Regions from separate parts of the Mus musculus genome. Here regions 2, 3 and 4 are each linked to region 1. Evidence: chromatin contacts called from public ChIA-PET, Micro-C and promoter capture Hi-C data. All regions are on one chromosome and are shown on one strand. The core of a region is the stretch at or near the end of the contact, and the rest is flanking DNA. Distances in the headings are between cores, read along the strand shown. Region 1 holds the start of Ascc3 (activating signal cointegrator 1 complex subunit 3). Region 2 holds the start of Grik2 (glutamate receptor, ionotropic, kainate 2 (beta 2)). Region 3 holds the start of Lilr4b (leukocyte immunoglobulin-like receptor, subfamily B, member 4B). Region 4 has its middle 28 kb from the start of Lilr4b.

Region 1 (6,846 bases), core at 1,319-3,818:
ACATAAGTATACATATATCTATACACACACACACACACACACATATATATGTATACATTCACACACACACACACACACACACACACACACATATATATGGCAATACTCAGAACTTATTCTCAACCTGTGGGTCACAACTCTTTGAAGGGTAACATATCAGCCTGAGTATCAGATATTTACATAACGATTCATAACAGTAGCAAAATTATAGTTATGAGGTAGCAACGGAATAATTTTATGATTGAGGGTCACCACATCATGAGGAGCTGTACTAAAGGGTTGCTGCATTAGGAAGGTTGAGAACCACTGGCTTAGAATGACCCATAGTGATGTCATATTATCTCAGAAAGAAAGAGAAACATGTCTTCTCTTATACTAAGCTACTAGCTTAGTGCCTCCCTCCTCCCTATCTCCCCTGAGTGTGTGTGTGTGTGTGTGTGTGTGTGTGTACAAATGTAAACATGCGTTCGGTGAACATATATAGAAGATTTAATATTAGGTGATAAAGGAGAAATGAAATCAAGTAATAGACATTGTAGAGCTTTTTTTCCATTTTAATTGTTATTTTTTTCATTTTTTGTGGGGAATAAGTGAGTTAAAATATATGTGCTAGTGAAAATGTAAAATTCAACGTAAAGCTCTACAGTTTCAGAATTCTCTAACTGTATAATACCTCCGTTGAGGTGGAGACTTCAGATATGGCTCATTGTTCCTCATGACATTTATTTACAAGTTCTTTGTAATGAAGTTTTGGGAGTACTTCATATTTTGGGTTTTCAGATTTGGAATTCTCAGATTCCTTATTGTCTCCTCTGTAATTCTTCATTTATTTCTGGAGATGTTCATGAGCTAAAATTTTAACTGCGCATACTCACTTTCTCAAAGTTGAAAACTGTACTTATACAAACTATCCTCAAGAAAGATGTATTAGAGTAAAAAGTTTATTCTGTTACCATATAGGCTCTTTATAAAAATGTTTTGTATGTAGACTTTCTATATCCTATGCCAGACATGAGGTATCAATACAACCAATGTAAATACTAGAAAAAAATGAAAACGCTTCCAGCCAGAAATTTGTTTCCAATTATTAATTTAAACATCCCTTCTAAAAGAGTGTTTGCTAGTTAACTATACAAAGTTCTGTGAGAACAGGGACTTTCTATGTCCTACACCTCCCACAGTGCTAGGGAATGAATGAAGAGTGAACAAATGAATGAATTAATGAATGAACCAAGTTTTTTAGAAAAAATTATTCAACAAGGATCAAGAAAACTAAGTCTTGCAAAATTAATTCACTCATGTAAATAACACTAAGCTACACTTAACTGACATCTCTATGAATATTTTAATGCAACACAGTATTATCTTTGTGGATGGCTTACTTATGCAGTGGGTTTCATAGAATAAAGTAATCCTTTTTTTTTTTTAGGTTTTTTTTTTTTTTTTTTTTTGAGGCAGTGTAGCCCTGGCTGTCCTAGACCAGGCTGGCCTCGAACTCAGAAATCCGCCTGCCTCTGCCTCCCAAGTGCTGGGATTAAAGGCGTGCGCCATCACGCCCGGCGCAACACCAGTATTATAATCGTCATGACGTGAAAAACTAAATACAAAACATGAGCTAGAGCACGTCCAGCCTAGACTCAGAAGCGGAATTTGAGAACAATCAAACTCAGAAAACAAACGTTTCAGCTTATGAATCTGAAAAGGGGGTAGATATAGTTGACTGTTCTAATTTTTATCCAGGAACAACAACAACAACAACAACAACAACAACAACAAAAACCACACCACAGGTAGCAATTAGACTGCACTTGTGATGCATATCAAACTCAGTAGACTGAACTTCTTTCTTTTAAAGGTAAAGGAAATTACAGCATCCTACCAAGAACCACTTCATCTACCCCCTTAGCATAGACACTTCTTTATTTAAAAAAAAAAAAAAATACATTCTAGAGTCCTCCGATTGTTAAATTCACCCACTGCCCTGAACTCCAGGACCCAAAGCACTCGCTCCTCTGTGTTGTGGGGGAAACCCAACCCAACAGATGTAGGCGAAGAACGACGTTGCTAGGAATGTGTAATATAAATAAGGGGAGAGGGAGGAGAAAAACAGGTTAAGCCTAGAACAGAAAATTTTTCATCTTGTGGCCATTCTGTCCTTACACGTGGGCAATCGCGCTGGAGTTTTCACCCCAACCCCCACCTACAAACTTAGGTGAGCCGGGACGCCCAGCCGAGGGATGACAGCTCGGTCCACCCGCGCTCTTCCGGACTCTGAGACCAGCCCCGCCCCGCCGCACACTCGGGCTCCGCCACCCGCGCCCTCCCTCTCCCTAGCTCACCTCAGCCCCGCCGCCACGCGCGCCTCCGGCCTCCTGGAGGTTTGCTTCCTCTTCTCACTCCGGCGGAGCGGAGCGGAGGGCTGCGCCCCGACCTCCTCCGCAGCACACGCGGGCCGGCGGGGGTCGCTCGCTGTCACGCCTTAGCGCGCGAGGGCTGCCCAGCTGGCACTGACCCACAAACCCACACACCCGCGCCGAGCGACGGAGGGGCGGGGCGGGCGCCGGCCATACGTCACCGACCGCGACGCCAACGTCGCCACGTCAGCACCCGGCCGCCCTCGGCCCCGCCCATGCGGGGGTTGGCGTCGGGTGGCGTACACGCTAGCAAGTTTCAGCTCAGTTTTAGTGGTCCGACTCTTGGTTCCCTCCGGCCGACTCCCTAATCCCCGCTTGGTTCTGATAATGGCACCGAGTAATTAATTCCTATTGAAGGCAGAAACCAGTGAGTCACAGTCCCGTGGTTACTAGATGGTTCCGCCCACCTGCTCTAGGCTCAAGTTTCGATTTCCCTGAGTTTCATTATTCTCCACTTTGTACTTCTGAAGTTGTTTCTGACCTTCGAAACAAAACATCTGACGATAGCCTGGTGCGACTGGCAAATTTAGAAAAGCTAGCCTAAAAAAACTGCATTGTTGTTAAGTTTGAACTGATGAGCGAGGATACAGATGTGGTATGCATTGTCATCCTACCCTTTCAGCCCATTCTTCCCGAGACAGTTGTCCTAAAACTCACCAGAACCCTGTTTTATAGAAGCAGCATTGGTTGAATAATAAACATAACTTGCCAAACCCACTGGAAGTTCTGTATACCAGACTGAGGTAAGAAGACCTCAATAGCGATAGAAGCATTTCAGAAATTAAAATGAGATAACGCAGATGAAAAGAATCATGAAGTATTAATGAAACTTGGTAAGATTCACTAAGAGGAAAAGTTACTGGACTGTCAGCAATATGAAAGACCCATCTGGTGATAAAGGTTTGTCTGGTATGACCTGAACTTTATGAGGAAAACAAACAAAAACCCTTCACATTCTGAGAGTCCCTTCTAATACAATCCAAGGAACTAAATGCACTGTAGAAGCAATATATGACCATCACAGTCTCTACATTTCTCTAAGTTCCCAGTCTCTACATTTTCTAAGTAGATGCTGAATGCTTACATAATAGGGATTTGGGGGGAGGGAGACGCATTTTAGGAGAATTACTGGCTGGTTTTGCTAAAAGTTAGTCCAGTCGCATGTAGCCTTTCAAGCGTTTACAGTCTAACTCATTTTATCACCAAACTACAACTGGTGATCCCAAAGACTCTTGGTCTCACTAGAGAAAGAATTCTAGGAGAGATACAGAAGAGACTTAAGCAAAAGCAAATTCATTATAGTAAAAAAGCAGAGGCAGATATTCCCAAGTGGGAAGGCCACCTGAGAATCCAAGCAGAGGTGATGTGAGTGGCATAGAAATATTTTGCTAATCTGAGATACATAATTGTGGAATTTTCAGAAACAGAGAGAGCATTTCCATGAAGCAGGCAGGGAAGGAAGAGGGGTTTGATCAAACATAGAATTATAGTACCAAGATTGCAATTTTGGAACAGCATGTATGTTAAAAACCGCAACTATAAATAAGATGCTAATTAATTTCCAGCTGAACTTTTGGGTCTCAGAGTCTCTGCAGCATGCAGATATTACTTGTATAGAGTACAACTGAAAGTAATATCATCCTGGCACTCAATCGAGCTAGATGAAGCCATCACTGTTGGGTTAGATTTATGTTTTATTTTTCACTCTCTCCTCTACCAGTAAATGAGACAAGATAAATAAGTAAAAAAGAAAAATGAAAGGAGTCTACATAGATAGTTTAGATTATACCCAACAGAGTTCCAGAGGATCAAAAAGATGAAAATTGAAAATGTACTACCTGACTCTCCTGTGCTATGCTCAAGCCACTAGCCAGATTTGGCTCTACAAAATAGAAATCTGACTTATTGGAATTAAGGTTTTCAAAATATATGCCATATTTTGAAAACTTAACGGGAAGGTGATTGTAAGCTATCAACTTTTTATTTATTTTAGATAAGCCTTTGTACATTGAGCCAAATGAAATGTAATTATTTCAGCCCTTACTTTTAAAATGTATATCTATAAACTTTAAAATGGTGCAGGTGACTTAAATTATACTTCTACATAGTACCAGAGTGGAAGGAAATAACTTCACTAGTTTCTTAAGAAATACCTTTGAACTCCTTTATTTTCTCAGGGATGTTTTTCAAATGTTTACTAAAAGACAATCTACTAAAGATGGCTCCTAGTTTGGAGAAAGAAGAATGTCTAGAAAGTTTTTTAACAAAGCTAAAAGCAAATGCAATCTGATAAATAGCAACCCTCCTGCCTATACTGAGAGGTTATTTCAGTATTTTTGTTATTTTCCATTTATCTTTGTGTGTTTGTGATATGTATGTGTGGGCACATTTGTGTGTGTGTGTGTGTGTGTGTGTGCGCGCGTAAGTCTTGTTGATACCTGAAACATTTTCTTCAGGACCTTTAAGTCTTTTCTTATGAAAGGAGCTGATAAAACTATGGGAAAATGTTTAGATACATTAGTCCAGCCACTAATCTTCAAACAGTAATATTTGTGCTTACATGAAGGCTAAGCAAAGTCTGTTAAACTTTTAAGCTTCTTCCTTGTACATCTTGCTACTTTCACAATGACAGCCAGGTTTTTATGACTTAATCCTTGATATACCTCAAGAGAAAGGTAAGATGTAACTGTAGTCTCCCAGGCTTACTGCCTCAGTTTGCTAACCTAGGCCTAGTCCTGGAAGCTTCTATTCTCTGTACAATCTAATCTAGGCCTAGAATGTTTTCAGCCTCTGAGACTTACTACTGAATAAATGCTCACCCTTTCTAGTTCTTTCTGAATACTGGCTGGCTGATTCAATTCAACTATTCTGGCTCAAACTCCTCTCCACGCTGACTGATTCAATTTAGTTTCCAGCCTGGCACTCAATCCATCAAGATGAAGCTGGGTTTCTCACTGAATTGCTCTGCTTGGCATCAAACTCACTCTAGCAATCTGTTCTAATCTTCTGGCTCGTTCTCATTCTCTGCCTCTGTTTTCACCTGTGTCTCACTTGTTCTCTCTATAACCTGTGTCTGTAAAATGTCCAGGTAAGACTGCCTCTGCACTCCACCAAATGCACTGCCACAAACTCAACTCCACTGCACTGACTCTCAACTGACTCCCAGATCACTGAATCAACTGAACTAACTGACTAGAACTCAGAGATCTGCATACTTCTGTCTCCTGAGTGTTAGGATTAAGGGTGTGTACCACCATGCCTAGACATAAGCTTTTCTTTACCTGAAACTTGCTCTACATTAGGTTGGACATGAAGTCAGACATCTGCTTGCCTCTGTCTCCAGGGATTGAAGGAGTGATGTATTCCAACTGGTTCACACAGACCTAGAAGGTCTTTGGATGTGATCCCCAAGCCAGAGCAACCATGTATCTGGATTAAAACTCCTCTACACCATCATTTCTTAAATCCAATTACAAGGCTGAGAAGAGAACAGAGCCACTGGAGTGAAAATTTGCCAAAGACTGAAAATTCATGAAAGTGGCTCTGAATTACTAATGGTAAAGCTTGAACATTGGGCTCAGGGGAAAGTACAGGTAAGCAGAGAATTTCAAAGATATAGAGTTACCTCTATGAATAATATGCCCTGCCATTCAGAAATTCACCATAACTCTTGGTGCCCAGAGTTTCTGGAGGGAATTCATCATATATACCTGATTGACATATTAGTGTAATACATCATGAGTTTGTACACTTAAAAATTCTAAATGGTTATGAAGAAGTTGATTTATTTGATAGGAGATTGACATTTCAAAGGAGTCATGGTGTTGCTTTGAGCTAGTAAATTTTCCAACACTGTAAAAACTAGAAAAACAATTTAAAAGGAAGAAAGGATTGTTTTGAATCCCAGTTTCAAATGATCTAGTTAAAGTTTGGCTGTGTCCATCAGTTTGGTGTTTTGATTATTATATGACAGAAGGAATTTCTTTTCTGGTCCAGTCAATTTGGAGTTCTGTAGGCTTCCTGTATGTTCATGGGCATCTCTTTCTTTAGGTTAGGGAAGTTTTCTTCCATAATTTTGTTGAAGATATTTACTGGCCCATTGAGTTGAGAATCTTTGCTCTCTTCTATACCTATTATCCTTAGGTTTGGTCTTCTCATTGTGTCCTGGATTTCCTGGAAGTTTTGGGTTAGGAGATTTTTGCTTTTTGCATTTTCTTTGACTGTTGTGTCAATGTTTTTTATGGTATCTCATGCATCTGAAATTCTCTCTTCTATCTTTTGTATTCTGTTGGTGATGCTTACATCTATGACTCCTGATTTCTTTCCTAGGTTTTCTATCTCCAGGGTTGACCCCCTTTGTGATTTCTTTATTGTTTATACTTCCATTTTTAGATCCTGGATGGATTTATTCAATTCCTTCACCTGTTTGGTT
Region 2 (6,333 bases), core at 2,622-5,121, 800 kb after region 1:
GGACATGACCTGCTCCTCTGGATTTCCCAACAGTTTCTGCCTAATCTTTTACTTCTTTGTTCTTCATTACAAATTTTATACCAGGTTTGACCGCCAGCTCTTTATTGTATTCATTTATTTTTCCATCTAGAACCCCTTTTCTCCAGCTATACACGTTTACCAATCTTCAAGTATCTTCTGTAATTTCAACAAACCAGGAAGACGAAGCCTATGTTTCACAAGATAATGTATCCATCACCCTTTTCTCCCTACAAGGCCCCATTCTCTTTACTATTTCCTATTTTTTGCTGCAATTCTCCTTAGTATCTGACATTAACATTCTTTTTGTCTCTTTTGCTACCCAGCTCAAATTCTTATTGAGGGCCATATTTTAAAAATTCTTCACTGTATTTGTTTTTAGAACATTAGAATAGTGCATAGTAAATAGTATGTAATGAAGGAATATATCCAACAGCATTCAGAAATAAACAGAAGTCCCATCTATTCAGGAAATATTTAAATAGGCCTCTGTAAGTCATTAATAGTTACATGTAATTTGTGTACACACACACACACACACACACACACACACACACACACACATACTTCAAGGTAATAGAATTAGATGGAAATCAGAATAGCTAGTTTCTAGTCTTGGAAGTGTCATTAACCAACTCTGGTTCTAAACATATTTTGCTGTTGTTGTTGTTGTCATTTAAATTTTCTCATTAATCAAGGGATATTATTTGACTAGACCAGCAATTCTTAATCTGGGGTCTACTGATAGCCTATAGGCTTCAAAGAGTGTATGTATCTTTTTTATTGTATGCAAAAATTTGACACCATATGGAAATGTATTTATATGCTGAGTCATTTAAAAGATCTGTGAAACAAAAACTGCTCTTGAAGGAACTTTTGGTTTGTGGGGCTGGTACAAGAGATCAAACCCATTGTCTTGTGAGTTCTGGGTAAGCACTTTCCAGCTAGAGTATACCCCATCCCATTGAAGTTTCTTTTAATCCTAATTTCACATTTGTCTGAAACTTAAACTCAGGGATTGAAGATGCTCCAGTGTGGCTGTACACAGCTAGAAGACAGTCTTGTTTCTGCCACAGCCTGAGCAAGTCACCCTTATTCCTGTCAGTTTGGATTTACTACTTGTAAAATGGTAGCACTGAATCAGACAATTCAACATGGCACTTGCTGTCTTTGCATCCAACTCAACAGAGCCAGGTTGAAACAAAACAAAGCTGAAAACAACAAATCCCAAAGTTGAGTTGGATAGTTCAAGGTGGTCCCAGTTGCCTCAGGAGCTATTAAGGCCCCAAGAGACCAGCACCTTGAATAGTCAAGAAGGGGTATAGCAGCTTCCAGTAGAAGACTTAGGGATGGGGTGACTTTTTCAAATATAGAACATGCCCTTAGGGTGACTGAGGGTGTAGATATTTATGGTTTCCTCAGAAGGACTCCAAATCTTTAGATGTATAACTTATAGATCTTTAAATAAATTATAAGACATATCTCTGTAGCAGTTGAGAGGGCTTGGAAGGGTTAAATAAAAACACACACTATAATGCCCTTTTGCCAGTCTCCATTTTGATTGCATACTTTGGGTTTGTACCACTCTTCTCTCAGCTCTTTCCCCCTTTCCCCCTTTCCTTGGTAGGCCCTGTTATAGTTGTATAGTTCTTTATAAGTGTGTGAAGTTTGTCTTGGAAAAGAAATCCATAACTAGATCCTTAAGACAAACATACACTAAAAGAGATTTTCCTTAAGCTTTCTCTCCCCAGATACAATATGGGCCAGAGTCCAGCAGCAGGGGAAGGTTGATCCTGGCATCTTAAAGCACAATAAGTAAGACCTTCCCTGCGCCACACTCTCAGAATCACCATAAAGCAGCTGGATGCCGTCACCTAGGGATTTCCATGGCATCTACTGGCAGGTGTTTTGTCTCTCTCGCTGAAAAGGGGTGTGTGATATTAAGATGACATGGAGAGTGTCCTTGGCTAGTAGACAAGTTGTCTTCATTACTCTCATCAGGCAATAAGGCTGAATAGAGCAATTTTTCCTGAGCCTGGCCAGAACTGCACTGTTCTTGGAGGGCCTATTAGGCTGCAGGTCACAGCAGCTGGAGCCCAGGCGCCTGGAGCTGGTCACGCGTCTGTGCTGTCCCGTCCAGGATGCACAATACAGTCATTGACTATTTATTCTCTTCGTACAACAAGGCCGCTGTTGCCTTAATTACAGGAACCTTCTAGCCATTCCTGAGATCTATAAACCACAAACGGACACTCCATGCCACTAACTCATCTCTTCTTAACTTAAGCCCATGTCTCCCAGAGACAGCTAAGCACAGTAAATGTGTGGTGTATGTGTGATACGGTGTAGAGAGCCTAGGATGGTGAACAACGTAGTAAATAGTGAGGATTTGGCTAGGACTGAGTCAGATGTTAGCCCAGAATGTGTGGCATACCGAGACAGGTTCAGGAAAGTTTTTACTCTTCTGGGATAGCAATGGCTGCAGGTAAAACAAAACAAACAAACAAACAAAATACAGCAAAAGAACAAACGCTTCTCTGCGGCCTGTTGGTCTGCTGTAGGGTGAACAGGAGCCTCTGCTTCCAGCCCTTCAGAATTAGACTGGAGTGCTCCTGGGACTGCAGTTGCCTCTAGGCTCCACTGAGCTTAGGAATTCCACCTGGCCTGCTTCCTATTACAATCCCTTTGAAATTTGTCTCCTGGGCTGGTCTGCCAAGCCTGTTCAAGCTTGGCCTCTCTTAAACCTCCTCGAGAATAGTAGCTCACCAATGTACTCTGGGGGGAACTGCTAAGTCTCCACTCTAGTTAATATTGCAGGGCTGAGGATAAAGTAGCAAAGGTATTGAATACATGTTGACTTTTCTGACCCAGAGGAGAGCAAATCCGGGATTGTTTGCAGAAGCTAATCGCTCCTCCAGAGAAGCCTGAGGAGTCTGGTGTGCTCTCTGCCTCCTGTCCCCACCCCTGACTCCAGGAAGCAACCCTTGGGAAGACCCTAGGACTTAGGCACCCTCCTCCTCCCACTTCTCCTTAAAAACATCTTTCAATATCTCATATTTAAGTACTTCTATATGCTCATTTTCCCAACCATGACAGCTAGGACTCCAGGTTCTGTGCTTGCCAGGCCTCAAATTCCCTCAGAGTTCAGGGACCTAGCTTGAAGAACAAAATCAGATATAAAGGGGCTAGACCTGTGCTGAGATTTCCTGCCAGCTTCTTGATGTTGAAAGTCCATTTCTTTTGCTACTGGACACCAGGAGAGACCAAAACCCATCTAGCTTGAGAAGCAGGATAGAAGTAGAAGATGCAGAAACCAAGATGATCCTCACCAACCTGAATGGGAAATGCAGTAGTTGAACCAAAAGGGTCACTTTGGAGACAACCAGCTGCTCCCCAGATGCTGGCAACATAGAAGTCTCGTTGCCATGGTTTCAGGAGCAGCAAAAAAGCAGCCACCCAGAAGCAGAAGCTATGAGTCCTTATACTCAGTGTAGCTTCTCAGAGCAGGCAAAATCAATCCTTGTCCCTTTTGCCTTACCCACTGTCATTCAGAGCATCTCTGTCCCTGTTCCCCTATGCCTGGATGTGGATGTGCTTGCTTGCAGGAGACGAAATCAGGGCCGAGGGTTCCGGAAGCACTAGGTGGTCAGTACCCGGAATTCTCTCCCTGGAGTTCTTGAAATAAAGAGTGCACCGTGCTCTTGGGTGGGCCTGGGTGCCCTGGAGCTAGTAACAGCAGCGGGGAAAGAAGCGCGGCGCCTTTAAAGCAAGAGGAGAGGAACCCCCGCCAGGAGGCGTGTCTGTCTCCAGCGCCACCGCTGCGGCTCCGCGGTCTCGGTCTCCGCCGCCGTCACTTGCGCTCTCGCTGGCGGCTGCGTGGCCGAGGCTGGGAGCCCGGGACTTCCCGCTGAACCGCCTCCTGCCGCAGCTCTGAGAGGACTACCCCAGTCCCTACCCTCCCTCTTCACCCTAGCCGCAGGTAAGCACTCGCCAGCGGTGGACCCTCCCTGGAGCTCAATCCCAGGGCGTTCGCTGTGGGTCCGGAGGCACTGCGGACCCGCGAGGAGCACTAGCCGCGGACAGGAAAGGAAGAGGGGAACCGCTGCCCGGCTGAGTTCGTGCGCTCCAGGCACCTGCTGGATGCAGCCGCTTGGAGGGCTTTGTCTCACTTGCTGCAGCCAGTGCCCCGCAAGGATGAAAGTGGCTCATTTGGCTCCTGGCTGGTGTTCTCCACGTAAAATATTTGAATAAGTCGATCTGTCAGATGTGTACTCAGCTACCGGGACTCAACGCTCAAGGCGAAGAGACGCAGGAAAGCTGTGTATCTTTGTGCCATAACAACTCCTCATCCCTCTTTCGTCCACCAGTCCCACTATCTCCCTGATTCATAACTCTGGGGTGAGAAAGTTGAGATTATTTTAATACTGAGGACAGTATTAAAAGCTTCAGGAAGAAAAAAAAAAAAAAACTCTCAGGGCATCCCACAGGGGTAAGGACTAACTGCATCACTGAGGTGGATCATAAAGATTCAGAACTTTTAACCAACCACATTTCCTCATATTTTTATCTTCTGGAGTATTGGAAGGGTGTGTGTGTGTGTGTGTGTGTGTGTGTGTGTGTGTGTAGCAGTAGTAGCAGAGAGAGAGAGAGAGAGAGAGAGAGAGAGAGAGAGAGAGAGAGAGAGAGAGAATCAAACAGGACTAATGCTTCTAAGATGATTTTGGATTTGGGGGTTGGAGGATATTAGAAACTACCCTCTGGTAACGAAACGAACAGATTACCGTTTAACATTTCTTCATCTTCATACTGTAAGTATCTCTCATCAAAATTACCTTATGGATTAATTTTTTTCATCTCACAAGAATATGACTAATTCATTTAAATAAGTCTGCAGTTTACTTGCTGGAAGATGTGCAATTGCGTTTTAATTTGGTCTTGTTTTACTTCCTTACTTTATAACTTTGCAGAATAGACTCCTGCAATAATCAAGTAAGCTTATGAACTCTCAATGTCCTTAGAAACTTAGGCGTTAAAGAATTGAAATGCACAGGGGAAGAAAAGACAGAAAATGACTAAATAGTAAAACATCTATTTTTTTTTAAATTTAAATCCACTGAAGATTGCACATGCTGAATTTTTTAAAAGGAGCTTTACCGACACAAATCTCTTTGGTTCAATTTCTTAATTAAGATACATTTTTAGCATCTAAATAGTAATTAAAATTAAAAATATCATTAGCCACCAACGTAGCAGAATGTTAATACCACAGTTGGTAATGTGTTTAGAATCCCAAGGAATAACAGAAATCATGGATGCGTATGCAACAGTGTGGTTTCAACTGATCTCTGTCTTGGACTTCATTCTGTTTCCCCTTTAATGTCATGATTGAGTAGGCTGTTTTTTTAGCTAAGCTTCAACACAATAGGCCACTTGCATGGAATAACACCTTAGGTGTTACTATACAGTGAGGTTTCTTAAATGTCCCATAACAGCAGAACAACAGTGAGAGGGTCAGCAGAAGCCTCTCACTTGTGTGAGAAAATCTAAATGCACTGAATATTTTCTGTGGAAGAACCATTGAGATGGTTTTAAAATTTAGATTATTATAGAATACACATTTGCTGTCTCTAGCCAAAGTATAGGAATTGTCTTTTAAATGTTCTGCTATAAGGATTATTACACATTTGTTCATGCCCCAGCAGGTGGCAGCTAACTAGAATAAGATTCATTTTCACCCGGAGACTAGGAAACTAAAATTGCTTCTAAAGTAATAGTGCCCAAGAAGAAGAGGTCATTAGTGTCAGGTAATACAGAAGTGCAGTGAAAGATGGAGCTAATGTCTTTCGTCCTTCTCACTGTTGATGTTGTTGTAGGAACAAGCTTTGCATGGACACAATATACATTTCCCTTCTTTATTTTCATTGTAAGCTTGATAGTTCTTCGTATTAGCCTTCCCTGATACTTTAAGGCTTTATTCTAGACATAGCTTTTCTCTGTGTGAGCACACATGTGTGTTTGCCGTTTTTCATCTCTGCTTTGACCTTGGGACCCTCAGAGCTTTAGCTCTTAGCAATAAGGATTGCCATGTGGTTGAAATAACTGCAAAGCAAATGAAGGCATAGGACAAAGCATACATTTTAATGATCACTGAAAACCTAAATCAAGTTTTTTTTTTTAAATTTTCTATTAAAAAGTAAGCAAAGATAGAACTGATACAATTTTAAGATAATTAAATGTGATCAGTAAAATATAGATTAAGAACTATTAATCCTCAGAACTATGATGATAGTGCCAGTATTGAGGAGATACTTCCAA
Region 3 (6,297 bases), core at 989-3,488, 890 kb before region 1:
AGATGAACATTAGAGTTCACAACACTTTACTATGTCCTGTTTCTTTCTATCTCAATCTGGACACTAATTTCAAAAGGATATGACCCTGTTGCAGACAAGGTTTTGTGACTCCGAGTTCTTGGATCTCTTTGAAGATCACAGCTCATCCCATCAATCCTATACAAAGTATATCATTGAACATTTGGAAAGGAGAGAGACTATGAGGGACTCAGAACTGCCACACTGAATCTGGGCAACACGTGTGCTAAAAGTCTCCAGTGTCCAGTTATTAACATGAGCCTGGGCACATGATTTTAGGAAATAAAAACAAGAGGAAAATAGGCAGTGTCTGCCACTGAAGATGGTTCTCACTAGATTTTTGCTAACTTGATACAAGCTAGAAAAATCTGGAAAGAGGCAGCTGCAATAGAGAAAATACATCTATGTCTATGGAAATATTTTCCTGATTTATTGATCTACAAGATCCCAGACCACTCTGGTTTATTCTAATCCTAAATGGATTAGACCTTGATGGTGTAAGAAAGCAATACTGCAAGCCACTATCAAGTAAACTTGTGAGCAGTGCTCCTTTAAGATCCCTACTTCAATTCTTGCTTGCATGCCTACATTTCATTACCTTCTTGATGCTCCATGCAAAGTTAGATGAAATCAATCCTTTTCTCACTAAGTTACTTTATTTATATCATGGTGTTTTTACAACAAAAATAGGAATATAACTAGTACAGAGACATTATCTGATCACTTCATCAACTGTGTGTCTCTCTCAAAGGTCTCTGCTAAATTACAATGAGTCAAGGAAAAAGGCATTTGGACCAGGGGATTCTGACTGCAACTCCTGTATCAAGGGGTGAATGTCTTTTGAACTGAACAGTATTTTTAACCACAGTGCTCCCTCCCTCTTATTCTAAGCCATAGATCATCTTAGGAAAAAGACCCAAGTGACCCAACACACTAAGTGATTATGGGTGGAAGGTGCTTACCTGAGATCATGAGGTCTAGGGAGTTACTTGGTTTTGACCACACCTGTGGTTCATTTCTAAAGAAGCCATAGCATCTGAATGTTCCATTGTGGTTGGGAGCAACAGCATCCAGAACAAAAGTAGCATGGGTTGGCTGATTGGCCTGATGCTGTGAGTCCAGGGTCCACGAGAGGCCATGCTTTCCTTCCTGTATCAGAATGAATCTGCCAAATAGTGTGGATGAGCTGCACTTAAAGGATATGGAAACTCCAGAGGTCACATTAGAGCTGGGATAGACTGACAGGCTGGGATTTTCATATGCTCCTAGAATACAAGGGGCAGTGTGTGAAATGAACATGAGTTACCCACATTGTCCTCCAGGATTGGACTCTGAGAGAAGAGCTCCTGGAAAATAGACCTCCTTCTGAGGAGAGAGCCTGTACATGGTTCCCTGATGTCCTCTCACCTGTCATCACCAGCTCCATGGCATCACTGTGCTCTGAGAAGCCAGCAGCACTCTTATAGTAACAGTTATATATGCCTGCATATGAGGCTGTCATAAATCGAATTTTGAACTTGGTCTTATTCCTGTTTTCCAGAGGGACTTCAGTGTCCCAAGGATTTACACTTTTCTCTTTATCCAGATAATAATACTGGGCCTCCCAGGAACCCCAACACCAGATAATCACAGATGTATACGCAGCGATCACAGAGCCTGGCTCAGCCCAGATGATGGGTTTTGGGAGGTGTCCTGTGAAGAAATCAAAAGCCCAGAACATCTTCCTTCAGACACTAGATCTTAGCACAGAACACACCCATGGAACAAGACATTAGCCCATAAATGTCAATCCCCCATCACCATTTTGAGGAATTTACACACTAGAAAGTAGATTAGAGGTTGTATCATCAGAGTGAAGAATCAAATTCTGGGATGGCTGGAGACACTCACCTGCCTGTACTGCAGTCCTGGGTTCCAGAATAAGAGCTGGAAAAAAAAAAAACAAAACCTTTTTCTCAAAGCTTTTTCACATTGAGAACCAGAGGGCATCCCCTAGGATGTCCATGTGAAATTAAACCTGGCTGTCGAATAGGTTCCCTTACAAACACAAGCATCCACTCCCCCTCATTATACCTCACCAAGGTATAGCAGCACTGTGAGCATGGCGATCATGGTGAGTCCAGGCAATGTTCGTAGCTGTTCTCTTGGGCCAGTCTGACAAATGTCTGTCCTGTAACATCAGATATGCAGTTGTCATCTTGAGGGCAGGTCCTTCCTGTCATGGGTTTTCTACATCATAGCTATTATGAGAAGGGAAACCTCTGTAATTTCCTAAGAGCAGATGACTGCGTAAACACTCATATCTCTCAAGTTCCTTCAGAGAAAAGCCACATCCTTTAGGACACATATCCTGGGGTTAAACACCTTTATATTTTAAACATTTATTTTACTTTTCACTCTCCCTTATCACATTCTCTGTCTTTCTCACTATTTCTCTCTCTCTCTCTCTCCCTCTCTCCCCCTCTCTCTCTCTCTCTCTCTCTCTCTCTCTCTCTCTCTCTCTCTCTCTCTCTCTCTGTGTGTATGTATGTGTGTGTGTGTGTATGTGTGTGTGTGTGTTATGTGTGCTATTCCACACTGCAACTCTGACATCCTGATTCTTCACAGAGGAGTTTTACTCACAGACTCAGTTTCTGTTCCATTCCTCAGCAGAAAAAGAGATAGTATGACACATGTGATATCTGGGATTGTAGTGCAGAGTAATGTGAAAACAAAGTAAAAGTGACTATATATTTTAAGTCTTATTTTACATTTTTATGCTGCTGGTTGGAGTTTTCTGCACACAGAGGAGGAGAATGTTTCCAAAAACATAAAAATGGCAAGAAGGTATATAATTAAGAGGATAAATATTTTGTCAAAGAAAGTTTTTATATACTCACAAATTAGTAATTGACACGTGATGAGTTTTTCTGTTCATGAGTATGTATATATGTGTATATGTGTATGAATTTGATATGATGATTATATGAAGCTAATGAAGTCAATAAGAACCCTAACAAACAAAATAATAGTATATGTAAAATATTTAGAATTATGATAGAAGACAATGAAAACCTAAAACACATTAAAACTGAGTCTGTCGTTTTGGCATAAAGATGGTAATGCCTGAAATAAGTGAAACAAAAAAAAATCTCAATAATAAAATATCTTTATTCCTAAAACATGTCTTCCGGATAAGTATTTGAAAAGTTGATGGAAAAAAAGGACTTCTGCAGAGAAAATCTTTTGTGTGGACCCTAAAGATGCCAAACACTTAGAAGAAGGAAAAATATGACAGATGTGAGGGCTGTGATCTGATGAAGGAATTGCACTGAGACGATAAAGTTTCACTCCTCAGGAAGAACTCTCTTCAGAGATGTATTGTTCAATGTGGCACATGTTATGTACAGTAACACCTATATAGCAATTAAGTGTTGAATTCACAAATCTAATGTTTTGCATATGTGTTGAGAGATATATCATCTTGAATTATTCCTTACACAATGTATATCTGTAATATACCTATTTTGTATCCCAGAAAATATTATTCCTGTTGTAACTTAAAAAACAAGTGAAATGTATAAATAATTTCAAAATATATGAATAGATAACAAAAGCATAGAGCAACACAAGGCCTAGAATAAATGAATCCTTGGAGAGATATTTTGTTGAATCCACTGACTGCATGTCTACCATATGATCAGTTAGTATGGGTGTGCTCCAGTGGATAAGTGTAGACAATAAATTCTCATTGTCTCTTTTCTCTTATCCATAAAAGGATTAATAAAACATCTAATTCCAAAAGTGTAACATGGGTGGGAGGACAAAAGTGTAAACTGAGACAGCAGGAAATATAGAATGAATTTCATCTTCAGTCATAGATGTCAATAGAGTAAATGTTTACACATGAGCTCCAGGGTAAACTCCCAGACAGAAATGAGCATTGTATCTGAGAGAGAAGCACAATATTTTAGTCCTGCACCGAGTACTGCTCTTGGCCCCACATGCCTTAACGTTGGGTCTTACCAATGGCTGTGCTAGCCACACACACCAAAACTTGCCATCATGATGCCCACAGGATAGAAATTTACTTATAGTACTTTTAGCTCCAAATTGAGAAGAACCAAATATTCTCTAGTAAAATCTAGAAACCATGAGCATTTCTTCCATCTATACCTTCCATCTTCCCTTGGAGGAAACCTACCAATACAGCCCTTTTTCTTTTTCAGTCATGTGGAATAGCCTGTCCACATTACCTACAGCAGAGGCCTCAGAAAGGTATCTGGGACACACAGCTTTCTTTTTCCATTTTGCCTATGCCTCTTTAGCTTCTTCTTTCTACCATAAAGACACATTCATTCATGCCTACCAACAAGCTTGCAGAGATGACCTTCTTAAGGGTCTATTGTAACAAACATTCTTCAAACTATGGTGCACTGTTTTACTAAAGGTAGTGTTAAATGTTTGCTGTTTAGGTTGGTTTTGCTAACTTTTCACAGCTGTAGGGCTGTATATTTTATCTAATATTTCTGCACCAAAAGTTCAGGCCCTGTTGCTGTGATGCATGGTCTCCATTATGCATCTGAAGTAAAGTGTAGGCATTGGATGGAGTGGCTGCCTTGGGTCCATTTCTCACTGGGTCCATGTTCCCCCACCCTGAAGACATCTGCTCACCACCTGTTCTTGCTGCCACCTGCAACCTGCTCAGCTCTGTCCCTACCAGAAGGTTTGTTTGTTAGTTTGTTTGTTTGTTTTTCTTTTTCATCAGTAGGACAGATTGGGAAGACCCAGCTAGAACTGCGACATAAGACATATGCCAATGGTTTGCACAGGAGCTGAAGGGATGCCAAACACCTGGGAAAACAACCTGAGATCAGGGACCTTCAGGGGAGCTAAGGTTCTTGTCAGTAATTTCCAACCACACTGAAAAGGTCTCTTTGGCTGCTACAACTCTATGTTTTGAGCATGTGGGTACAAGCATCCCACAAATCTGAGCATGTGCTATCCCGACTACCCTGTTACGTTAAGTTTTACACAATAGAATTTTTAAACAAATATGCTTTTTTTTTCTAAAATATCTTGTATTAAATTTTTCTTTTGGAATTAGCTGTGTATTTTGTCAAAATCTGGTTGAGGGAAGCCTTTTAAATGAGGGGATTAACTGGCATTTTTCTAAATTAAAAAATAGGTGAAGCATTTACACAAGGCCTGTTGTTCAGATGACATCATCTCCTTTTTACCTCTCCTTACTCAGTTACTGTGCTTCATTGGCTTGTTGTACTCACTCTTCTCTTCCACATTCATTGACCCTTATCACTTTCCATTTAAGAAATAAATGAGCAGCTCACTGTGGTAAAGTCGCAAAAAGTGGAGCAAAGTATAAATATTCTCTACTTTATATAAATATCTGCTGTTAGAGGCAAATGGGAATAATGAGAAATTAACACACAAATTAGTCTAAGGTTAGCATGAGTCTCAAGAACAAACTGTGAGAGAAGGAAAGTCTGAGATGTAGAATGGGTCATGAGTTGTAATGTGGTTACAAATGTGAAAGGAATTCTGGGCCAGATAGTTGTAGTTTATTGACTCATTTAGAAGGAACAACTACTTCATGAGGTAGAGATGATCATCCTAGAGTATCATGAACACACAAGGACTTGAAATTCATTTCCTTAAACGTATCATGAATAATGAAGATGCCATGGAGGAAGATATTTTGGAGGTGGTATGGTAAATGTATTTGATAGTAAATATGATTAATTATGTTATATAAACTTAAACATTACCTCATCTTGATTATAGCCCCTGTGTTTATAGAGATATTTCCATTCCTTTATAGTAAATATAGTGAGGTCTCAATAAGACGCTAAGCACTTTAAAGAATGTGGTTTCCATTCAGTCTTCTGGAGTGAGATGATAAGAATTTTAATGTTTATCTTGGCATTTGAAAGTAAGTAAAGCCGGGCATGGTGGCGCATGCCTTTAATCCCAGCACTCTGGAGGCAGAGGCAGGTGGATTTCTGAGTTCGAGGCCAAAGTATGTTCCAGGACAACCAAGGCTATACAGAGGAACCCTGTCTTGAAAAACCAAAAAAAAAAAAAAAAAAAAAAAAAAAGGAAGTAAGTAAATACCTGTTAATTTCAGTTATCTAAATCAAATATGAGGCCATCGTGCCTCCTAATATTGTTGATTGAACAAGTGAAAATATTTGTGTCCTGCTTGGGCCCAACCTGTAGCATGAAACAGCAAGAATTGTCATTGTATTTCATTGCTTTCTTACCTGCTTTGATAAATGTTTA
Region 4 (6,513 bases), core at 40-2,539, 860 kb before region 1:
ACTGCCTTCTGCTGGCATTACAATTCCAAATCTGGCTGTGGTCTCTTCATGCAGACAGTTTCCACTGTATGCATCTACATCTGTTTGAATGGACTCAGTCACTATGGACTTAATGTAAAAAACAAACAAACAAACAAACAAACAAAACAAAACAAAAACCAAAAACAAAAATACTGGTGAAACTGGTGTCATTCTGAGCCAGCACTTTCATCTGAGGGGGCTCAGAATTGGTTGTTCCTCACAGAGCTTCTTCTTGGTTCTCCTTTAACCAGACCACACTAATGACCAGTTGGCATCCTGACTCTTGAGATGCTTAGGGAATGTTGGATGTACAAATCCTTGGTATACATGAACAATGCCTACTCACCCAAGATGAGACACCAGTGACAGAAAAAAAGATAAGACTCCACACAAATCCAGTTAATGAACCAATGAGTTACATTTGTTCTCCTTAGAAGTGTGTGGTCAATGTTTGGTTTTTTTTTTTGTTTGTTTGTTTGTTTTGTTTTGTTTTGTGGTTTGAGACAGAGACCCACTCTGTGGCTCTTGTTCTACTGGAAGTCATCATGTAGGTCTGACTGATTTGAACTCATAGAGATCTACCAACCAGCCAAGGGTTGAGGTAACAGTGTAATTGAATGGTTTTATCACTGCATAAAAGTGTTGTCATGCATTATTTAAAAAGCTATAGTTGTGCTGGGAGAACATTTGCCCCAAGAACCTCTAAAGCATGAAGGAATAATGATGGGACCTGTCTTCTGTAGGTAGGTCACATCTCTGTAATCACAGCTACTTGCTGTGTCACAGAATGCTAGAGGAGCTAAAGGGTGCAGAAAGGGAAAACTACACTGTGGTCAGTGAGGTTGGTACCAACATAGTTCAGTTAGAATGCATCAGGATATCAGGGAGCTACATTAGTAACATAGGCAGGTAATATTAGTATATATGTGATATCCTTGCTTTAGGGGTGACCTTAAATTCCCCTCCTTTATACACAGCCACTCAGGAAATCCAGATTTCATCATATGAATAGTAAGTCAAACCTTTGTATAGAACTATTTCTGGGTAATTGTAAACAATCATCTATTCATGCTAGATATGGAGCTGATGACAGAGCAAAGTTAGAATAACACCAACAATCAAATAGGTGAAGCATGGAGTTTTATGGCATTATCTAGACAAATGGGGATTAGTCATAGTTTACAGGAACAAAAATCACCTAATGAGAGCTGACTCACCACATTCAACCTCAGAATAGGTGACAGCTCATAAAAAACAGGAAACATCGTTTACAGTGAGAAACCTATATGTAGTTCAAGAGGTCATGTACAGTGAGAAACCTGTATGTAGTTCAAGAGGTTGAAGAGCTTAATTTCCAGGGAGCACAGCTGCCAGGGGACTGCAATGGGAACACTTTAGGACAAAAGTTTTAGAATTTAATGTCAGAAGTAAGAGAGGAAATAAGACCTACAGAGAACCACATTTTTCCTGGATTGACCAGAAAGTGAATAAGACCATTACAAGACAGAAAGGCCCAGGAGAAGGAGGTTGGGGGAAAGGTTCACAAGACCTAGTTGATTCACTGAAGGAAGCTTAGGCCTCCCCCAGCATGGATCATTCATTGCTTGCTCTTTTCATTGTTTTCTGACTTCCTCATTACTAGAAGAGTCAGCCCTCCCCCTTAACACTCTGCATCTAAGACTCACCACTTCTTCTTTCTCAACATTTCTATTCTGAACAAAGTTCCTCATCTGACACTGCAGATTCTCTCTCAATGTTTCAGGCACTCATGCTCCCTGGAGGAATGCCATTAGTCAAACTACTTGTATCCCTGGGGCTTGTGTTTTGTCAGGTTATATGGTCAGTTTTGGAGAAGGCACCATAAGGTACTGAGAAGAAGGTATATTCTTTTGTTTTAGGGTGAAATGTTCTTTAGACATCTGTTAAATCTATTTGATTCCTAACTTGCATTAGTTTCTCTGTGTCTCTGTTTAGTTTCGGTTTCCATGATCAGTGAGGTGTTAAAGTTCCCCACTATTATTGTGTGGGGTAAAATGTGTGCTTTGATCTTTAGCAAGTTTTCCTTTACACATGTGGGTGCCCTTGCACTTATGGCATAGATGTTCAGAATTGAGAGTTCATTGTGGTAGATTTTTTCTTTGATAAGTATGAAGAGTACTTCTCAATTTTTTTGATAGCTTTTGGTTGGAAGTCAATTTTATTTGATATTATAATGGCTACTCTATCTTTTTTCTTGGGACCATTTGCTTGGAAAATTTTTCTAGCCTTTCACTGTGAGGTAGTGCTTGACCTTGTTACTGAGTTGCATTTCCTGTATGTAGCAAAATGATGGGGCTTGTTTATGTGTCTAGTCTGTTATTCTATGTCTTTTTATTGTGAAATTGTGCCCATTGATGATAAGAGATACTAAGGAAAAGTAATTGTTGCTTCCTGTTACTTTTGTTGTTGGAGTTGGAATTTTGTTCATTTGGCTATCTTCTTTATGTTTATTGAAAATTACTTTCTTGCTTTTTTCTGAGCTTAGTTTCCCTCTTTGTGTTGGAGTTTTATCTTTATTATCCTTTGAAGGGCTGCATTTGTGGAAAGATATTGTGTAAATTTGGTTTTGTCATGAAATACCTTGGTTTCACCATCTATGGTAATTTGCTGGGTATAGTAGCCTGGGCTGGGATTTGTGTTCTCTTAGGGTCTGTATGACATCTGCCCAAGATCTCCTAGCTTTCATAGTCTCTGGTGCGACATCTGGTGTAATTCTGATAGGTCTGTCTTTATATGTTACTTGTCTTTTTCCCCTTACTGCTTTTAATATTCTTCCTTTCTTTTGTGTATTTGCTGTTTTGATTATTATGTGATGGGAGAATTTTTTTTTCTGGTCCAATCTATTTGGTGTTCTGTAGACTTCTTGTATGTTCATGGGCATCTCTTTCTTTAGTTTGGTGAAGTTTTCTTCTATAATTTTGTTGAAGATATTTACTAGCCTTTTAAGTTGGAAATCTTCCTTCTCATCTATACCTATTATCCTTAGGTTTGGTCTCATTGTGTCCTGGATTTCCTGGATGTTTTGGGTCAGGATCTTTTTGCATTCCACATTTTCTTTGATTATTGTGTCAATATTTTCTAAGGTATTTTTTGCACCTGAGATTGATTCTTCTATCTCTTGTATTCTGTTGGTTAAGCTTGCATCTATGGCTCCTGACTTCTTTTCTACATTTTCTATTTCCAGAGTGGTCTCCCTGTGTGATTTCTTTATTGTTTTTACTTCCATCTTTATATCCTGGATAGTTTTGTTCAATTCTTTCACCTGTTTGGATGTGTCCTTCTGCATTTCTTTAAGGGAGTTATTAATTTCCTTCTTATAGTCCTCCATCATCCTCTAGAGAGGTGACTTTAGATCAGTATCTTGCTTTTACTGGTGTGATGGTGTATGCAAGACTTGCTAGGGTAGGAGAGTTTGGTTCTGATGATGCCAAGTAATCTTGGTTTCTGTTGCTTCTGTTCTTATGACTGTGTCCTGCCATCTGATTATCTCAAGTGCTTGCTGCCCTCAATATATCTGATTAGAACTTGTCCTTCCTATAATCCTGGTTGAGTCAGAACTCCCCAGAGTTCAGCTTTCTCTGTGATCCTGTGATTCTGGGATCCTGGGATCCTGAGATTCTGGGTGTGTCAGAGTTCTTGGCAGTCAAGCTTCCTCTGAGACCCTGAGATCCTGGTGTGACCAAGCTCCTGGGTTCCTGGGATCCTGGAATCCTAAGATCCTGGGAGTGTTAAAGTGCCTGGAAGTGGTACCTCCTCTGGGGACTGTGGGCCTGTCCATTGTGTTCAAAACCAAGGTAGACCAGCGCTGACCAGAAGGAACCTGAGCTGCTGGTCGGGTGGAGCTCCTGTGTCCCTGCTCCTGCTGGCACCAGGCACTCCCAGTTGTGTTGCAATAGATGTTGTGTTCCACTCAGCAGTATTCCTAAGATCCTGGGTGTGATAGGGCACCGGGGGGGTGGAGAGTCCTCTGGGGACTGTTCATTCACCTGAACCTGTTATATGCTTGTTGTGAGTCACACGGAGGGGTCACATGGTTCCTGAGGTCACCACAGGGCTGAGAATGGCTGACAGGGTGACTTTGCTGGAGTAAACTTCTAGAAGGAAATAGAAAGCCTGTTAGCTGGAATATATGGTAAACATTGTTCAACTCTCCTGGGATTTGAGGAAGAGACACCACAGTGAACATACAGCTTTCCTAAAGGAATTTCCCAGGAATTTGGAAGTGTCCTCTCACCTGTCATCACCAGCTCCAGTGTGTCACTGTGCTGTGACCACCACCAAAATTATGACAGTGACAGAGATGTTACCCTGCATTATGCTTTTCCATGGATGGTAGAGAGAACCTGGCCATGTTACTAGGATGCTTTTGGAATTTGTCTGAGCCAGGATGCTGGGCTTCCTTCTTTATATAGGAAATATATTTGGGTTTCCATGGTTCCTTCACACCAAATGGTCATAGAGTTTTTGATTCGATCACAGAACCTGGCTCAGCCCAAAAGGTGGGTTTCTGGAGGTTTCCTGAAAGGAAGTAGATGAGTAAGAGGTGGAACTTTGTATGGTCTAAGAGTAAAGATCAACCATATTGTGCTGACTGTTGACTTCACCCCTGAATATCCGAAGGACTAGAACTGTCACGGGAAGACCCATCGCTCACCTGACCAACCCAGGTTCCATTCTCATTATCTCATCCTCCATTTACTGAATGACAGCTGCCACAGACTGCATGCTGTGTCCATTGGCTCAGGAGCCTTGGGTTCTCAGACACATTGCATACCGGGGTCTCCACTGGGAACCTGTGTCAGGTGCAGTGTTATTCCACAGACACTCTCTAGCTCCCTCACCTGAGATCAGGAATTCTTTTTTTTATTCCCATTTTTTATTAGGTATTTAGCTCATTTACATTTCCAATACTATACCAAAAGTCCCCCATACCTACCCACCCCCACTCCCCTACCCACCCACTCCCCCTTTTTGACCCTGGCGTTCCCCTGTACTGGGGCATATAAAGTTTGCAAGTCCAATGGGCCTCTCTTTGCAGTGATGGTCGACTAGGCCATCTTTTGATACATATGCAGCTAGAGACAAGAGCTCCGGGGTACTGCTTATTACATATTGTTGTTCCACCTATAGGGTTGCAGTTCCCTTTAGTTCCTTGGGTGCTTTCTCGAGTTCCTCCATTGGGGGCCCTGTGGTCCATTCAATAGCTGACTGTGAGCATCCACTTCTGTGTTTGCTGGACCTTGGCATAGTCTCACAAGAGACAGGGTCCTTTCAGCAAAATCTTGCTAGTGTATGCAATGGTGTCAGCGTTTGGAAGCTGATTATGGGATGGATCTCTGGATATGGCAATCATTAGATGGTCCATCCTTTCGTCACACTTCCAGATTTTGTCTCTGTAACGCCTTCCATGGGTGTTTTGTTTCCTATTCTAAGAATAGCAAAGTGTCCACACTTTGGTCTTCGTTGTCTTGAGTTTAATGTGTTTAGCAAATTGTATCTTATATCTTGGGTATCCTAAGTTTCTGGGCTAATATCCACTTATCAGTGAGTATATATTGTGAGAGTTCCTTTGTGATTGGGTTACCTCACTCAGGATGATGCCCTCCAGGTCCATCCATTTGCCTAGGAATTTCATAAATTCATTCTTTTTAATAGCTGAGTAGTACGCCATTGTGTAAATGTACCACATTTTCTGTATACATTCCTCTGTTGAGGGGCATCTGGGTTCTTTCCAGCTTCTGGCTATTATAAATAAGGCTGCTATGAACATAGTGGAGCATGTGTCCTTCTTACCGGTTGGGGCATCTTCTGGATATATGCCCAGAAGAGGTATTGCTGGATCTTCCAGTAGTACTATGTCCAATTTTCTGAGGAACCGCCAGATTGATTTCCAGAGTGTTTGTACAAGCTTGCAATCCCACCAACAATGGAGGAGTGTTCCTCTTTCTCCACATCCTCGCCAGCATCTGCTGTCACCTGAATTTTTCATCTTAGCCATTCTGACTGGTGTGAGGTGGAATCTCAGGGTTGTTTTGATTTGCATTTCTCTGATGATTAAGGATGTTGAACATTTTTTCAGGTGCTTCTCTGCCATTCAGTATTCCTCGGGTGAGAAATCTTTGTTCAGTTCTGAGCCCCATTTTTTAATGGGGTTATTTGAATTTATGGAGTCTACCTTCTTGAATTCTTTATATATGTTGGATATTAGTCCCCTGTTCGATTTGGGATAGTTAAAGATACTTTCCCAATCTGTTGGTGGTCTTTTTGTCTTATTGATGGTGTCTTTTGCTTTGCAGAAGCTTTGCAATTTTATGAGGTCCCATTTATCGATTCTCAATCTTACAGCACAAGACATTGCTGTTCTATTCAGGAATTTTTCCCCTGTACCCATATCTTCGAGGCTTTTCCCTACTTTCTCCTCTATAAGTTTCAGTGTCTCTGGTTTTATGTGGA

Evidence for each region. Promoter capture Hi-C pulls out the DNA fragments that hold promoters and counts their contacts. Hi-C and Micro-C count contacts between places; a contact is called where the count stands out from the background. ChIA-PET counts read pairs in DNA pulled down with a chosen protein or histone mark.
Region 2: a Micro-C map of embryonic stem cells shows a contact between it and region 1, with 3 times the contacts expected there. The contact joins the promoter of Grik2 here to the promoter of Ascc3 in region 1. A contact is called at or near these places in 2 of 39 promoter capture datasets (embryonic stem cells and hippocampal neurons), 1 of 484 Hi-C or Micro-C datasets (embryonic stem cells) and 1 of 115 datasets of contacts at active chromatin or transcription factors (astrocytes).
Region 3: an RNA polymerase II ChIA-PET map of memory CD8 T cells shows a contact between it and region 1, with 14 read pairs. The contact joins the promoter of Lilr4b here to the promoter of Ascc3 in region 1. A contact is called at or near these places in 2 of 115 datasets of contacts at active chromatin or transcription factors (bone marrow-derived macrophages and memory CD8 T cells) and 1 of 9 other capture datasets (macrophages).
Region 4: a promoter capture Hi-C map of pre-B cells shows a contact between it and region 1, with 5 times the contacts expected there. The contact joins the enhancer-like site here to the promoter of Ascc3 in region 1. A contact is called at or near these places in 3 of 39 promoter capture datasets (the C10 cell line and pre-B cells), 3 of 115 datasets of contacts at active chromatin or transcription factors (bone marrow-derived dendritic cells, memory CD8 T cells and pro-B cells) and 1 of 9 other capture datasets (liver).

The regions. Positions count from the first base shown.
Region 1 is chr10:50,588,391-50,595,236 of GRCm38.p6, reverse strand. Ascc3 (activating signal cointegrator 1 complex subunit 3) reads right to left here and starts at 2,568. Exons shown (of 42, transcript NM_198007.2): 1 at 2,340-2,568.
Region 2 is chr10:49,786,292-49,792,624 of GRCm38.p6, reverse strand. It overlaps Grik2 (glutamate receptor, ionotropic, kainate 2 (beta 2)), which reads left to right and starts at 3,871. Exons shown (of 17, transcript NM_001111268.3): 1 at 3,871-3,997.
Region 3 is chr10:51,476,553-51,482,849 of GRCm38.p6, reverse strand. Lilr4b (leukocyte immunoglobulin-like receptor, subfamily B, member 4B) reads right to left here and starts at 2,238. Exons shown (of 9, transcript NM_008147.2): 1 at 2,097-2,238; 2 at 1,909-1,944; 3 at 1,426-1,710; 4 at 981-1,283. The coding sequence starts at 2,130.
Region 4 is chr10:51,449,322-51,455,834 of GRCm38.p6, reverse strand. No RefSeq gene overlaps it. Among named protein-coding and RNA genes, the nearest start is that of Lilr4b, 28 kb to the left of the region's middle. Within about 2 kb of position 1,289, at least 124 of the 459 cell types and tissues checked have an H3K27ac peak or open chromatin away from gene starts, as enhancers often do. A contact at or near this core is called in bone marrow-derived dendritic cells, memory CD8 T cells, pre-B cells and 1 more, where this site is marked.